Linked DNA regions of Ovis aries: region 2 is linked to region 1. A link is a contact called in public Hi-C data. All regions are on one chromosome and are shown on one strand. The core of a region is the stretch at or near the end of the contact, and the rest is flanking DNA. Distances in the headings are between cores, read along the strand shown.

Evidence for each region. A called contact is a pair of places that touch in the nucleus more often than the background predicts.
Region 2: a contact with region 1 is called in a Hi-C map of tail adipose tissue, with 5 times the contacts expected there. The contact joins two enhancer-like sites. A contact is called at or near these places in 9 of 16 Hi-C or Micro-C datasets (blood, hypothalamus, liver and 4 more).

Annotation. Positions count from the first base shown.
Region 1 is chr19:1,685,710-1,690,252 of ARS-UI_Ramb_v3.0, forward strand. All of the region lies in intron 7 of NEK10 (NIMA related kinase 10), which reads right to left. Among named protein-coding and RNA genes, the nearest start is that of NEK10, 71 kb to the right of the region's middle. Within about 2 kb of position 2,547, at least 6 of the 54 cell types and tissues checked have an H3K27ac peak or open chromatin away from gene starts, as enhancers often do. A contact at or near this core is called in tail adipose tissue, where this site is marked.
Region 2 is chr19:2,093,059-2,097,601 of ARS-UI_Ramb_v3.0, forward strand. No RefSeq gene overlaps it. Among named protein-coding and RNA genes, the nearest start is that of EOMES, 32 kb to the right of the region's middle. Within about 2 kb of position 2,728, at least 14 of the 54 cell types and tissues checked have an H3K27ac peak or open chromatin away from gene starts, as enhancers often do. A contact at or near this core is called in tail adipose tissue, where this site is marked.

The DNA of each region.
Region 1 (4,543 bases), core at 1,297-3,796:
TGGAGCTCCACTAACGGCCAATGCTCTCAGGTTACTTGCACTGACGTTTATCTTGGGATGAACGGGTTTCAGGTGGCTCTACCTGTTTAACGCGACGTTGCCTCCTCTCTCCTTACCTACTGTGCACACAAGGAAGTTATTTGAAATACAAATATTAGCCATCATTCCAGCTCTGGAACGTGTCTGGCAATGAGTACATGAGTATGTATGAGGGGATGATCACGTGCTACCCCGGAGCTGCGTGAACAGCTGAGGAAAAGGCTCAGGGGCTCGAGGCCTCCTGGGTCAAGGGTCAAGGTTTCCTTAATCTGTGTGAAGGGAATCTGGAAACCACACACCCTTGTTCAAATTAAGAATGAAGGTATATTTATAACTCAATTAAAATAGTCCTATGACCACCTACTAATTTGAATTCCCATGATTGCTATTCACTTTAGAAGGGCTACAGTTAAAAGAATACTGTATGCATTGCCAATAATCATGATGGACATTTTATATACATAAAAATAACATTTTAAAACCACGTATATTTTTTTCGGCATTTTCTTTTCCGTTCCTGTTAGTAAGATCCCCAGGTTAGGCTCTGAAGGAGACACAAATATACAGATGACAGAGGTTGACTTCACTGAGCTGCAGGCAAGGATAAGGGAGACACACAAATAACTGGAATTTAAGATAGATCTAGGTAGGTGTTTTAAGAAAGCTACGGGGCTTCCCTGGTGGCTCAGACGGTAATCTGCCTGCACTGCAGGAGACTCGGGTTCAACCCCTGGGTCAGAAAGATCCCCTGGAGAAGGGAATGGCAACCCACTCCAGTATTCTTACCTGAAGAGTTCCATGGACAGAGGAGCCTGGTGGGCTGCAGTCCATGAGGCCACCGAGAGTGAGCGACTAACACTTTCCATAGGTTAAGAGAGTTATACAGGAGGTGCTGCGACACCCCAGAGGGGGACATATAATAGCCTGCTGAGAGGACTACAGAAAACTTTGTAAGGGTGGTGGCCTCTGGAGGGACTTGGAAGGATGGACAGTTGTGCTGAGGAGATGGTGGAGAAGAGAGGGAAATGAAGGGGATTCCTCCAAGGAAAGAGGACAGGAGGATCAAAAGTGCACAGCAGTTGCATAGAAAGAACATCAAGATGTTGTGTCACTATGAAAAGCAACTCCCTAAATTTGTGAAGGGAACCACTGGGAATAATGTTAGAAAACCAGACTGAGATGAACTGTGGGAAGACTTGAACATGAGCCTGAACTGAACTCTGCATTCGAGCCTGATGGACACGTGGGAATAAGGGCTGATCAGGCTCAGCTGTGGGGACCTCTCCCCAGTCTTGGAGGAAACTGGAGAGGGACGGGCGTGGAGGGAAGCCCCGTGGGTTGGTAGGTGCAGAGAGAACGGAGTGGACAGGTGGGCAGTCTTGACATGGTTTGACCAGCTGGACATGAAGGCCAGTGGAGAGGAAGGGTGCAGAGAAGAGGCTTCACCGTCTACACAGCGAGGTGACAGGAGGCCAGGACAGGATAAGCCCAGGGAAGAGGGGGACACAGGCTGGGTTAGACAAGGAGGTGGAGTCCGACATGCTGAGCTGCTGGCGGTGTATTCAGGTGATGGAAGAACAACAGGCCCGGAAAAGTGCGCCGAGGGCAGAAGACTGAGATCTGGCATTGCTGACATAAAGAAATTTAAATGTGAAGCTTGGGAGACGCCACCAGGGAGAGACTCATGTTTAAGTGACTGGTCATGGTCATTCTTAAATGTTTACCTAGGCAAAAATATATCTATACAATCATAGGTGTTAACAGTATGGAACTGATTCCATGTTTCCCAAACCCTGACCTGGGAATAATGATTTTATTCTGTGCAATGAGTAGTACTAGGTGTTTGAAAATATTTTTGTGATCAAATAGTAGGTTGAACAGAGTGTAACAAATTATTTTATTATAGATTTAAACTCCTCTGAGCTTTAACGTGCTGCCGTGCACCACAGTCTCCAGTAGGAGGAGCTGCCCGTCTTCCCTGCATATGGGGGGTGAGACACACCACCTTTCACAGAGCACTCACTGGGTCCTGTGAGCGCCGTGTCCCGTGTCAGAAGCACTGTTACAAAACACAGGAAAAGGAGCGAGGCTGTACCACCACTAGGAAATGTCATTGCTACGCCCTCAAGCAGTGACCCACCATTTACTAAACAAGCAACGGGATAACTGTAGAACAAGACCACAAGGCACCCTCATCTCTGGGCTCAGCAGTCCCGGCTACTGAGCTCAAGAGCAGACAGGACTGCGCGCCTCCCCGGCACGGCCTGGGCTCTCAGGACCCGGCTCCAGACTTCCGAGCCTCGTGACCTGGAGACAGTTTCCATCAATCTGGACCAATGTCCTTGCTCTACCTATTCCCAGAGTTTCTCTCTTTTTAAAACCTTGACGCAATAACATAACACTGATAAGAACTAGAGCGCAACAGCACGCCCTGCGACCTAGTCTGGCGGCCGTCAGTCCAGCAGTGTGTCCGGGGCAAAGCGCCAGGGCCCTGGACACGCTGTCCCTGGTCGGGCAGCCAGCAGAGCACTGAGCTCCGAGTGCCACGTGCTGACCCGCCACCCACTCCTCTGCAGTCAGCGGTCCACGCTGCGCATCCCTCTATCCCAACAGAAGGTTCCCCTGGGCCTGACCAGTACGTCTTTTCAGGTGTTAGGAACTACTCTTCTAAAGGCTGGTAAAGGGAAAGGAAGCGTTTCCTGCCTTGGAGTCTGGAGGAAGGGTGGTGCCACTGACAGAATCTGCAGAATTCGGCAGTTTGCAGGAGCGTCAGGATGGAGAGGCCCAGGTGAAGTTACTGCCTGTCCCGAGCGCAGTGGGCTCTCGAACACTTTGGCCCCTGTGTTCCTTTATACACTTACAGATCACTGAGAGTCCCAGAGACCTTCTGTCTATGTGAGTTAATCTATTTTATGTACCGTGTATGTGTGTGTTCACTCAGTTGTGTCCGACCCTATGCAACCCCATGAACTGCAGTCCACCAGGCTCCTGTGTCCATGAAACTTTCCAGCCAAGAATACTGGAGGGAGTTGCCATTTCCTCCTGCAGGGGATCTTCCCAACCCAAGGATCAAACCTGCATCCACATCTCCTATGCTGGCAGGTGGCTTACGAGGGAAGTTCTTTATATTTACCACGTTAGACATAAAAAGTGAGCAATCTTTACAACACAAGAGCACACAAGCATGTGTTCCATCAGGCGTGAAGTACACCATCATCACATACCCTGTGGCCTCTGGAAGGCCCCACTGCACGCTCGCAAGAGAGTGAAAATGAATCACACTGGAGCATCACCTTTAAGACCATTTTGACCCTGTGGGGCCCCTGGAAGGGTCTCAGAGACCTGTAAGAGTCCCCAGACCACCCTTTGAGAACCATTATGCTACCATATCATCCCAACAAATACCTGGAAATTTGGGACTTAAACGAGGGGAAAAGTCTCAGGCTGGAAACATGTGCTTGTGAGCAAAGAACAACACAACCAAATGACTGGTGAAGCCAAGAGCTCAGGAGATAGGGGAGCCTATAACAGAGAAAACAGCTTTGGGGAAGGTTAACATTTCAGGGATTCCCCAGGGGCTCCGAGGTAAAGAATCTGCATAGGGGAGACACAGGCGATTCGGGTTCGATCCCCAGGTCAGGAAGATTCCCCTGGAGGAGGGCATGGCAATCCACTCCAGTATTCTTGCCTGGAGAATCTCATGGACTGAGGGGCCACAAAGAGTTGGACACAACCGAAGCAGCTGAGCACAGCAGCAACATTTAGGAAGGCAGAATTTTAAAAAGGAGCAAGTAAACAGCACAGAAAAACAGAAGGTGATGAGGAAGAGCTGGAGGTTTTCAGGATCAGTGAGAGGAAACAGAAAGTGTGGCAAGGGGCGCCAGGCTGCTGGAAAGGAGGCTGAGGTGCGAGGCGGGCCATCAGGCCATACAGCTCTGCTGTCTCTCTATTGCTGCGGCTGATGGAGATGTAGGTTAGGAGTTTTAAGTTTTTCTATTTATCGTTGATAAGCAATGTGCTCTGACAGCTCACTGTGAGCAGCCTAGGTAGATTTTATCCTGCTTGGAACTCCAACTACACTTGAAATCTCTGACACATGTCATCCTTTAATTATGAAAAAGGAAGCAATTTTGTCTTTAAAAATGGCTTCTCTTTCATCCCTTCCACTCATTTATTTCTGGAACCTTCATTAGGCATATACTGGAGCCTCTGGGTCAAGAGATGCTGACTGGATCATGGCCCATGATGGCCTTTTTAAATGACTTCCGAGAGGTCTTGGTGCACAGTATGCAAGGAAAAGCTCTACTGTTTATCAGCTGTAAAGGACAGGGAGCGAGTTCCATATAAATAGTCTGACCTTTCAATAAACGCATGCGGTAATGAAGGTGAGATCAAGGCTTGAAAGGATAGTGTGTCCTGAAAAGGGCATTTTTATGATAAGAAAAAACAGAAAGGAAGCCACTGACACCGTAATAAAGACAACAGGTGGAAGGCTGAGGCTTGG
Region 2 (4,543 bases), core at 1,478-3,977, 410 kb after region 1:
TTGTCAAATAAGCATTCATCATTCAAGAGAAATAGTTCAGTCCTGATTTCATGCATGAGGATTTTCTAGTGCTCATTTCCCTGAGGGCTTGTATTAATCACCCAAAGGCTCTCCTATCAATAAAAAGTAGCATAGAGGACTTCCCTGATTGTCCAGTGGCCAAGACGCCACGCTCCCAATGTAGGGGGCCTGGTTCGACCCCTGATCAGGGAACTAGATCCCACATGCTACCACGAAGATCGAAGACCCCACATGTCACAGCCAAGATGCAGCACAGCCAAACGAAAGAATCAATTAATATTCTTTAAAAATAGGATAGACTGCTGTCTGGGATTTAGAGTTAAATATTGAGGACACGGCATGTTCAGGAAGCTCTGATATTTGTACAAAGAAATGATGGAACTCAGGAAAGAATTGACGGGCATCATCGTCAACAGACTGCTGTTGGGTGGGATGCCTGAGGCAGCTGCTGTTCTGCCTGCCCGGGCTCCATTCTTTCTCCTGGTCCAGCTTCCTGATTTCTGAAGCCAAATCCAGCTTCTGTACCCCAAAACTGAATTAACTCTCAGGGACCAAGTTTTGGGTGAAGTAGTAAAGAATAGCTTTATTGCTTTGCCAGGCAAAGGGGACCATAGCAGGCTAATGCCCTAGAAACTGTGTTCTGACCTGGAGGGGGTAGTGAGGAGTTTTATAGGAATGGTTCAAAGAGGATGTGGTCAGTTCACAGGCATTCTTCTGATTGGCTGGGGATGAGGTGAGTGGGAGTCAGCTTCATCCACCTTCTGGTTCCATCAGATCTGTGGTCTACCTGTTTGTGTGTGCGATTATCTTCTCCCACCTGAAAGGGGTTTCCGTATCTGCAAAACAGCTCAAAGATACTGTTCTGTGTATCCACTGAGGGGAAGCCAGGCCCCTGCCCCAAGGCCGCACCACTGTTTCTCCTTTGTCTCCTCGTCCCTTCCCTTCCCTGATTAACAACTGCTTAAATCTGATCCTTGGAGTTCAAGGAAGGTCATGGAGGCTGAATGAAGCCTGCTTCCTGTGATCAGGCAACAGGGTACACAGCAAGGCTTTTGCGTCCAAGATCCCCACAGGGGATCGGTTTCATTTCCTTTGTGGAAACACCCAGCTCCCTCTCTTGGTCCATAAGGTCAGGTGGGACTCTGTCCATCATCTGGCTTTGGGAGTGGGCAAATGACCAGATCTGGCCATCAGAGAACTGTATGCTGCTGGTCATGGAAACTGATTCGGGGATGAGCACTTGACCCAAGCTAATGAGAGACCGGAATGCTTTGCTGGCGCTTCTGGGGACAGGGTGCATGCACTGTTCTGGAGCTCCAGGTCACCTTCTGCAGGGAGCGCCTGCCTGCAAATAAAGCCAGCACTGGGAGGAACAGAGCCAAGACCTGAGGCAGCATCTTGATGGCATCTTTGAGACCTGAAGTTGGTCATGCTGGTTTTGTTTGCAATTTGAGTGACCGATACCTGGCAAACAGATTTTGACCGATGAGACCAGGAGTTCAGTGTGTTTTCTGTATTGATGAGCAAGCTTGTCCAGAGGTTGCCTTCCTCAGGTCACCCTGCTTACCTGAGCCCTAATTCTTTGTCTCAAAGTTCAGTGACAATATTATCTTGTCCTTACAGTCTTCTAGACCTCACCAAGCCTCAGAGAAACTTTCTCATTTGAATTTCTGAGCACTTTTTTTTTAAAGAAGTTTTTGTTTGTCTAAAAATTGGCAGAGATCATAATCAACAACAACCCCTTTTTGTTTTTAATAATATATTTACACATCCTCTCTCCATATAGATTGTAATGGATCTCAAGCTTAGGAATCACATGAATACCCCTCTCTATCTCAGTGCTCTACGCGGATGCTCTGTAACTGTTTGAAGGCGACATATAAAGGGTCACAGCATCTGTGATCCAGCTCTGTTGTTCCATCTCAACTATCTTCAGCATGCCTAGCATGTGCACATACCCTCAGCCAAACACACATGTACACAGATCCCTCCAACCAAAGGTGCACATATCATGTACACAGATCCCCCAAATAAAAATGCATAAACTATATTCTCATATTCCCAGCCAAACATACATACATGTACACATGTACACAGACCCCCCCCAACCAAAGGTGCACATATCATGTACACAGATCCCCCAAATAAAAATGCATAAACTATATTCACATATTCCCAGCCAAACATGCATATACCATGTACAGAGACCCCAGCCACACATGCATATATATGTACACATACCTGCAAATACATTCACACATGTACGTGCCCAACACACACACGTATGCACCATATATATGAACTTTCAACCAAACCTATATACCATGCTCACGGACCCCACACATACATGTATACTGAATTCACTGATGTAGAGTGGTGTGCTTCTTATATGTTGCCTTGAAGACCCTATTCGGGGGAGGACAATTCTAGAATTCAGTAATGGCTGGGCCTGTCTGGTTCCTCCTCCCCATTGCAGATGGAGCAAAAGGCAGAAGGAAGGGGAGCCTCCGTTAAAGAGAAAGAAGAGCCTGAATATCAACAGCCAGTCTGCGTGAGGGCCTGCGTTGCTCACCAGCTCCAGAGTGGAAAGGGTGCAGTGAATTCCTCCTGCACCCTAAATACTTGTCAGAGCAAACACAGACTCACCCTGCCTGGGCCCTGCTCTAAATTACACGGGACTGTAAGGAGCTGCATCTGGTCTGGGCGGGTGAGAATTTTTAATAGCACCGCGCAGAGTGACTCAGGCCGACTCCCCTCCGGCGCTGGCAACCCTCTGACCCGGGTTTCATCATCCACTCGAGGAGCCAGGCTTCATTTCCTTCTCGTCTTCTCTGGCTGAGTGAGCTGAAAAGTTATTTAAGACTGTTTCTACCCGAGGAAAAGATGGGTTGAAACAAAGTTTTAAAGAAAACAGTGGACAAGTGGGAACACTCAGGGCCTGGGAGTCACTGACAGGAAGGGTTTCAGCAGCTCCTGCCAGCAGGGACTTCCCTGGCCATAGGCTTTGGCCACAGGGGTTCAATCCCGGGTCCAGGACTAAAATCCTACATGCTCATGGACCAGCCAAAAATAAAAGGAAACAATAAAACCAATAAAAAATAAAATTAATGAAATAAAAATAAAAAAGGCATGAGAGCGCCAGGCTTCCAGCATGTTCAGGAAGGTCACTCCAGTAGCCAGGTCATCCCTTTGCCTCCCCTCCGCCACCAAATCCCTGATGCTGACACTGGGAATCGCGGCCGAGGCGGATTCCGGCTGGGTGGGGACACGTGGGCGAGCCCTCCCCGTGGGACTCGGGCAGCAACACGGTGACAGCTTCATCATCCTCGGCACCGAGCTGGAGAATGCCAGGCCGCCTGAGCAGCGGGTCCCGTTTCCGAGCCTTAGTTACGGCCCCTGACTCCTCCCGCGTCTTCTGCTCCTTCACCTGCGTGGCTGGAGATTTCAGAAAGAGCAAAGGAAAAGGGGACACGGGTTTCCGAATCACCATTTCCTTTATTTTCTGCAGATATGAGAAAGTGGTCATAGCGAATGAGGGCTTTATCTGTCCGTCCATCTAATCCCTTGACTACCAGGGAGGGGAGACCGTCCACATTCTCATTCTCAAGGACGTCTTTGCCCCTCGCCTCTGGTGTTCCCTGTTCGCTTGTGTATCCCTTTCTCGCAGGAAAGAACGTGGTGGCACAAATCTGCCCTCTGCTGGCCGTGAGAAGAATTTAAGGCGTGGAAAAAAAAAAAAAAAACAACCAAGAACGATGCCCCAGGGAAATGGGACGATGGAGAGATGACCGCATTTTCCAAAACAGGATGGGGATTTAGATTTTGGCAATAGTGCTCAGACTGAATATTGGAAGGTGTGTCTGCCAAAAGTTGGCTACCTTATCAATAAATATAATGGCTTGTGAGAGAGTAAAAAAGTGGCTTGAGAAGTGGAAAATCACTAGGTCTGAAGCCAGCCATACGTGGCCCTGATGTCAGTTCTCAGCTCTGTCAAATCGGGACTGTAGGACCTATAGAATGAGAGTGTGGTGAGAAGTAAGGCCACTTGGGGACACGTTATTTGTGTTATGGTTGGACTTCACAGCCTCACCCACATGGCACAGGACTCAGACCTCTCCATTCAGCAGCTGAATTGCTTAGATGGAAATTCAGCTGTGCCGCTTACTGTGTCTGCAGAGGCAGAACTGGGTTTTTGCTGTGGGAGCCTGAGAGCTGATGGTGGTGGTGCAGGGGGCTGGTAGGGATCTTGTGCTCCCCAATTCCAGGCAGGGAGCACGTGTCCTGGAGGGCCCCTCCCTTCCCAGCAGGTTCTGCCTGGCGGAAAGCTGGTTCCAGTGTGCAAGATCACACCTGCCTTCTCTTTAAGGTTTTTTTTGTTTGTTTGTTTGTTTTCAAAACAAAAACGAACAACAAAAGAGGGCTGAAAACAAGAACTTGACCAGTGGGCAGGCCAGAATTCTGTTTTGGCAAAGGGAAGTTTGTGTCTTTTTCCCAGCTTCCCAACTTTCTCCAGGGGTTCTCC